Linked DNA regions of Muntiacus reevesi: region 2 is linked to region 1. The links are chromatin contacts, called in public Hi-C maps. All regions are on one chromosome and are shown on one strand. Each heading gives the region's core, a stretch centred on a gene start, on an enhancer-like site or on the middle of the called end of the contact. The rest is flanking DNA. Distances are from core to core; before and after follow the strand shown.

Region 1 (3,754 bases), core at 344-2,843:
TTATAGGAAAATTGAGAGACCAAAAAAATAGGGATTCAAAAGGTGGTCAAAGTTTCTCACGATGCTACACATTCTTACTACTTGACAGAACACACCACCTTTCATAATCATATAAACAAATAGCGCAATTGTTATTGTTCCTTAAGGGAAACTTACAGGTACATTTCATTTTTGCTTCTTCATAAACTGTTCACACTGTCTTGATATCTGCTGATCAACTGTCTGAGATCAATTCAGTAATTACGGAAATATTCTGGGACGTATATTTAACAAAAACTAAAATGATTTGTTAAATTCCTCAAGATCATTAATTAACTGCAATAACTGTATTCCTGAATAGATTTTAAGCGGTAAATTACTTTTAAATTTCCTCCATTAACTCCAGGTTCGTGCTCTTTCATCTGACTGCAATTGCTAACATGTGAATAACGTAGCTATTCCTTTAAAATCAAACAAAAACCTCCCCAACGATTGGCATCTAAAGAATGACAAACACACTTAAAAAAAAAAAACAGAACCAGCAAGTCGTCAGTGAAAGTCATCATCTTTCTCCTTAAGCCTAGTTCTATTAAGATTTGGCTGAAAGCAATTTCTACGTCACAGCTCATTTTTTTTCTTTAAAGATTGGAAGGTGGGAAAGATTTCAGCGGTCAAAACGCAGAACTAAATGGACACGTGGTCCTCACCCCCAAATTTACTTTAACCCCCAGGCAGGTAAAACAATGAGCACCCCCTCTTTTTTTTTCCCTTCAAGAGACAAAACCGCAGACCAGGCTAAGTCAAACCCTCGCCCAGCCTCCACCCCGCCCGAGCCTGGCGGCGGGTCTCTTTCCTTTGTGCGGAGTCAGAGGGAGGCGGCTGGAGGCGGGGAGCTGGGGGAGGAGGCTGGGGTCGGCGGACGCCGGAGCAGGAGGAAGGCGCCGAGGAGAGCGGCATCAGCGCGTCCCACAAACAGGCCAAGAGGCCCCGCCACAAACCTCTGCGGTGTCCCCAGGAGCAAATCCACAAACCTGGGTGTGATCTAATTTGGGATCAGACCCAGGAGAAAGGCCGAGGGCACCTCCAGAGACGACCCCTTCCTCCCAAGCCCTTGCAAAACAGTCTCCTCCTGCCGCTGGCGAAGGTCCTGCCGCCATCCCCACCCCGCCCCAAGCCTAGCGCGGCCCTCACCTGCTGGACGGAGCTGTTCTCCGGCACTGCGAACTCCTCCTTCTCCTTCGGGGTCTTCACGGTGACTTTCATGATCTTGGGTTCCGTGGAGGCGGTGGCGGCTGGTGCGCCGGCACCTTCGGCCGCGGCGGCGTTGTCCTGGGAACTCGGAGGGCCGCCGCTTTCACCATTCTCGGCCATGGCGGCGGCGGTGACTCAGGCGCAAAGGAGGGAGCGGGTGAGCGAGCGGGAGCCAGGCAACGCCAGAGCCCGCCTGGCCGGGCAGCGGAGAATGTGAGGCACGCTGCCTCAGTGACAACTGGCTCAGGGCCTCCCTGGCGGGCGAGGAGCCGCGGAGCTTGGCGTGGGCTCCGGCGCAGGCCCGGGTCGGGCGCTCGGCAGCCGCCGTGTGTTCAGACGCCGATCAGTCGCAGCGACATCCGCAGCAGCCGTCGCCGCCGCCGCCGCCGCTTCCTCCTCCCCGCCCCTCCCCCTACGCCGCTCTGCCCGCGCCGCGCGGGGCACGCCGGGTAACGCGGCTGGCGACGTCGCCGAGTCATGCCTGGCCGGCGCCGTTTGGATCTCCGGGTGCTTTTCTTTCCCTCTCCCGCTCCATTGCCCAAACCGTAGGCGCGTCCAGAGTCAAGGACTAAAAACAGAGTGGGGTGGAAGAGGTCAGTTCATTTCTTCTTACCCCTTTCACCAAAATATAAATTTGGGGGTTCTGGGAGGCACCGTAAGGGCGCACGAGGATGACGTCACGGCTAGCGAAATTACTGGAAAGGGAGCTAGACCACTGGGCGCTGCGGCCGGAAATGCGCCTGCGCGATGGCAGGCCAGGTAGTTCTCCCCCACCCTCTCACCTCACTCCGGCGGTTACGGTGTGCATCCCCTAGGAGTCTGAGCTTGCTTCACGGTGTACCCCACTGGGAGGAGGGTCTGGAACAAATGCCCGCGAGGGTTTTTTGTAGTTGATCTTGAAATGTGCTTAAATGTTGCGTACTTTAAATTTTTTAAACGTTTGCTTTTACTACACAGTGCGCTAGAATTGAAAGATAAGTTAATGGACGAAAAAAAGCCTCATCATAAAGAAAGGAAAATGGAGGACACCCCTGTCGCCACCCTGCTCTGTTCCGAGCGGTCAGTGCTCTGGGGCCAGGGCTTCCCACCCTGGTCAGCCAGGTTTGGTCAGGGGATCAGGCCTCCTATGTTGGCAGCGGCGCTGAAAGCCCTGCTAGCAGCCCCCGGCTGAATTCTGTCAGTACTGCCCCGTAAGATGTTTGGGGCAGCAACATAGTATCCAAGGCGTGCTCTCCCGGCTGAGACTACATAATGTAGCCGCGGTGTTCATTTTATACTCTACCAAATTAACTTACTGCCCTGTTTCAGACTTGAGGTGACATCAAAGGGAGTCGTTCAAAAATTATTTTCAGTGTAATACATGTGTAAATAAGAAATAGGAAGTTAATTTTCCCCTAGAGAGTATTAAAGTTGAAATGACCTCATCACTTGCCTTTAAAGATGACTTGCAAGGAATGTATAACACTGGACATAAACTTTATAAACCAGTATTGCGCAAATGTAAACTTAGACACCACACCGTGACTCAGGTGTGGAAAGATACACTTTGTATTTCTGTTCTTAAACCATCCAGCTCTGTTCTGGCTCTTTTAAGTACTCTTGCATGAAGTCCGCTTCTGAAATCTGGGTCTCTGAAATCTGGGTCTAAGAAGTTCTTAACGTGTAAATTGCTATAGCGACGTCATTTCATATCAGCGAAGTTTCTGGCAGCATTTTTCAACATGAAGAAATTACACAGAGCTTTCTGCTAAAGAATGGCCGTTTACATATGTTTAGATGTGAAGTAATCATTACTCCTCAAGGTAGAAAGTTCCACCGTGGGAAACCATTTATATCTAACTCTGCACTTATGAAATTGCTCTGTGATTATCTGTGTGTTACATTAATTTCTAAAAAGTTTTGATGTCTGTGCACGATTTATGAAGTAATATAATTTATCTGTACGCATATACAGTATAGTAATTCATTATGGACCTTTTTAGAAACAACCCTACCCTCTAAGAAACCACTGAGGTGTGGCAAACTTTCAGAGACTAGATCCTAGGTATGTTGGGCCATGTGGTCCGTGTGTTCTCTGTCTCAAATACTCAGCTCTGCCCTAATATCACAAAGCAACCATAGACAATACATACAAGACTGAGCCTGATTATGTCCTGGTAAAACTACTTACAAAAAAAAAAACAATTTGGCCCAAGAGGTCTAAATGTTTATTTGAGGCATTTTCTTTTTAATATCTTTTGTTTATTAATGTGAAGTGAAGTCGCTCAGCCGTGTCCGACTCTTTGTGACCCCATGGACTGTAGCCTACCAGGCTCCTCCATCCATGGGATTTTCCAGGCAAGAGTACTGGAGTGGGTTGCCATTTCCTTCTCCTTATTAATAGTTTAGAAAAAATTACAAAAGCATACTTCATTCATTCTATAAACATTGATTGAGTACATTAATGTTGAAGATACCGAGGAATAAGATTCAGTCTGCCCTCAAAAAACTTAGAAGCAAGTTGGAGGAGGGGTAAGAAATGGAA
Region 2 (3,673 bases), core at 448-2,947, 240 kb after region 1:
ACAGTACTAACAGCCCAATGAGAGTTAAAAAAATATCAGCTCCCCTGGGCTGTAAAATCCCAAAACAAGAGTCAACAAACAATCTTTAATGGCCAAACAGATGCACTTAACCTTGGCAGTTTTAATCATTCTAGTGAAATTCGGCACTGAAAAAACAAATACTCATAAATATGGGGAATCTTTTCTTGGATAAAAAAGGACTATACTCCATTTGGTATTGGAAACTTTTCCAAAGAAACTACAAGGATGTAGTATGATTTAGTTCTTCCAAATGTCTCTGAACACCTATATTAGGAGTTTTTACCACACAGATTAGTTTTTTTAATACCATCACATTAAAACAAAACAGTCTATGTTAAGCTAAACCTAACTACTTCCAGTAAAATTGCTAATAAAAGGTACAAGTATAATTGAGATGTTTTCACTTTATTGATTTTTTAAATAGGAGTATCTATAAACAATCTGAATACAAAGGCAACAAAAATCCACCTACTCTAATCACTAAAAACCAATAAGGGCCCATAAACATATAGCTAGCAAAAAAAAAAAAAATCAGTATAAAAAAATTTATTTTTCTTTTTAAAAAAATTCATAGTACTTATACTTCTTTAGATACTGATCAAATACAGCCATCAAAAGCATATATATTATCTCACCAGTAAATCTGACGAAAGGTAAAATATGACTGGCTGGTGGTATTTACGCACACGCAATGGAGTTTTGAAATCTGATCAAAGGAAGGAGAAATGTTTGATTACTGATGCCGTTACTGATTAGAAAGATGTCTCCAAATACTGTAGTCATCTTGTGCCTCTGGCTTTTCAATAGTAGTTATTATCTAAAAATTGTAGTTTGTAAGTAATAAATATTTTCGTAAGAAACTTTCTGGCAAATGAGTAGTGAGTCTCATAAGGATCTCAGAAAAGGCCCCAAATGCATTAAGAACTAGACGAAGAAGACAGGAAGCAAACATGGGGAAACAACGAAGCTTTCCAAATGGGAGGGGGCGAGGTTTTATTTTTAAAAGGTTTCAAAGAAAGAATCTGGGCACCCTTACTCTCAATTATCTCCGGCTGTAAGGGAGAGGGCTTTCCGACTTCTGCAGAGCTTAGAATGCAGCAAAGTTCCAACATCCGCAATGGAAAAAGGAGGCCTGTGGGGACAAAACGAAAGCACCACGGAGGGTGGGCCTTTCCCGTCCCTCTTCAGATCCCACAGCTCAAGTATGAACACAAGATAATACACAAGATCCGACTTCGTGCGGCTCGGCCCGGGGTTCCCGCGCGTCCCTATTCCTCAAGCCCCTCTATCTCATGGGGCACCCAACTTCCCCGGCCACTCGCCGGGGGACCCCAGCAACGACCTCAGGCCCCTCGGGCGCCCTCCTCCGTCTTGCTGACGCCCCAACCGCCCACCCCGCCAGCCAAGCCTCGGCGGGTCCCAGTCCCCCGGCCCGCACCCTCGCCTTCCAACCGCCTGTCGAGGACGCCGGCGCAGAGGACGCGCTGTCGCCGCACCAGACCCGGACCTCCCGCCCGGCCCGGCCCGCCTGCCACTCACAGACCGGTTCGAGAAAGCCCGTCTCAGGCGGCCAGCGCAGCGCAGGACTTCTCGGCTTCACTTCGCCCCGCCGCGCCGCCGCTACCGCCGCCGCCCGCGCCTTTTGTTGTTATGGGTTCTCCAGGCAACCGGCGGAGCTCGTGCTGACGTGCCCCGGCCCGTCAGGGCGTCCGGCGGCTCCCGGGCCCCGCCCCTGTCTGCCAAGCCCCGCCTCTGGACCCGCCCCGTGAGGGAGGAGCCAAGAACCGGCCGCCTCCCAGATTCCCTCCAAAGTAAAACCCCGGGACCCCTCTCACAGTGCTCAGCTGAAGTAACCCTCCACGAGTTTGTAAAGTGATTATGAGAAAGAGTCACATTGCTTTCAGTATTTTAGCTACGAATTCTATTTATTTTTATTGAAGTTACGTTCATAAAATGAACCATTTTAAGGTGTACAATTCAATGGCATTTTAGACATTCACAGTGTTGTGCAACCATCACCTCTACTTCCAAAACATTTTCATCATTCCAAAAGGAAAACCTAATACTGGTTAGCAACACTCCTATTCCTCTCTCCCCCAGCCACTGGAGACCACTAATCACCTTTCTAAAGAGTTACCTGATTTGGGCATTTCATAGTCGTAGAATCATACGTATTGTGGCCTTGTGGTGGCTTTTTTTTTTTTTTTTTTTTTTGGTTAAAAAACAATTCCCAGGTTTACTCCTGTAGTAGCAAGTATCAGGACTTTAATTCCTTTTTATGGCTGAATAATATTCCATCATGAGGACATACTACATTTTATGGATCCATTTATCAATTAATGGACACATGGTTTATTTCCACTTCAGGAATACTGTAAATAATTCTGCTGTGAACATGATATACAGGTATCTGTTTAATGTCTTTTTTTAAGTTCTTTAAGGTATAGACCTCACAATAAGAGATGAGGTCTTAAGAGGCCTCTGAAGACCCTCTCTCTCAAGAAGCTGTAAGAGTGACCCAGAGAGTCTAGGGAAATGGCACCAAGTGGAAAGCCCCCTTCTGGTTGGACATGGCTGGGGGAGGAAGCTGTCTCTATCTCTAACCTGAAGCAGAGTAATTGAATGGCAGCATAGGGAGAGCCCTGGAGTGGAACAGCCTACACTACCACCATCTGTTAGGGCAAGAACCTGTGATTTTCCTGTTTTCCATCTTGCCATCACAAATCCATCCTGTACACTTTCACCTGACCACAAATCTGCCTTTTGCCTATACTGTTTTTGCAGTGTTATGGAGAATATTACTACTTAGCAGCTGCAATGAGAAATCCATGTATGAAGAGGCACAATTTTGCTGAGAAGATGCTTTGTTAGTCTATACCCAGGTGGAAGTTAAGCCTCCTGAGAATGACTTGGTAGGTATTCAGGCTTCAGAGAAGAGGATGGTGATGCTCATGTGAACCTAGAGAGGAATATTTGACTGTTCTTGAGAAGGAATGAGAAAGACGGAGGAAGCCTCAGATGTTAGGAAGAGGCTGAGAGGCTGAATCAGAGAGGAAGGAAAGGCTAGCTGATAAACGAATTCCAGGGAGAACAGACATAGCTAAAGGAGATCTTTAGGTTGCATACTGTGAGGAAGGTGAACCCCTTCCTCACTTGAGAGGGTAACAGGCAGGAAGGCCAGGGGTCTCCAAATGGAGGAAAGAGGCTGCAAGTGCCAGACATTTTTATCTCTCTTAAGCAGCAGGAAAAAACAAACCAGAGATAGGTTTTTCCTTCTCTATACAAATTTAAAAGGAAGTTTCTCTTAACATGCTGTGTTGCCATGACACCTGGTCTCACCTAAAGCTAACTACTCTCAAACCTTGAGTTAACCAATGCATTTCTTTTTCTTATGGAAATGTTGTCTTAAGCTATGTTAGTGTACCCCAGACTCTATCTTCAAGTTGGTTCAGCCAAATGGCCTAACTTACTTACTCAGATATTGTTCCCTAATCTATGTAAATGAAACTATTTGTTGGTATTCTGCCCTTCTACAAGATTCAAGTCAATCGTTGTATGGCCAGGGATGAATTATCTGGTGCCATTCTAAATTTTATGACACTCCTTTCTTTTCATTAACAGACTGTGAGTGACTATACAACATTCAGCTAAA

What was found. Hi-C and Micro-C count contacts between places; a contact is called where the count stands out from the background.
Region 2: a Hi-C map of muscle shows a contact between it and region 1, with 2.9 times the contacts expected there. The contact joins the promoter of KIF27 here to the promoter of UBQLN1 in region 1. A contact is called at or near these places in 2 of 3 Hi-C or Micro-C datasets (blood and muscle).

The regions. Positions count from the first base shown.
Region 1 is chr10:9,502,952-9,506,705 of mMunRee1.1, forward strand. It overlaps UBQLN1 (ubiquilin 1), which reads right to left and starts at 1,594. Exons shown (of 10, transcript XM_065946418.1): 1 at 1,171-1,594. The coding sequence starts at 1,350.
Region 2 is chr10:9,743,379-9,747,051 of mMunRee1.1, forward strand. KIF27 (kinesin family member 27) reads right to left here and starts at 1,698. Exons shown (of 18, transcript XM_065946413.1): 1 at 1,561-1,698; 2 at 1,058-1,153. The coding sequence starts at 1,133.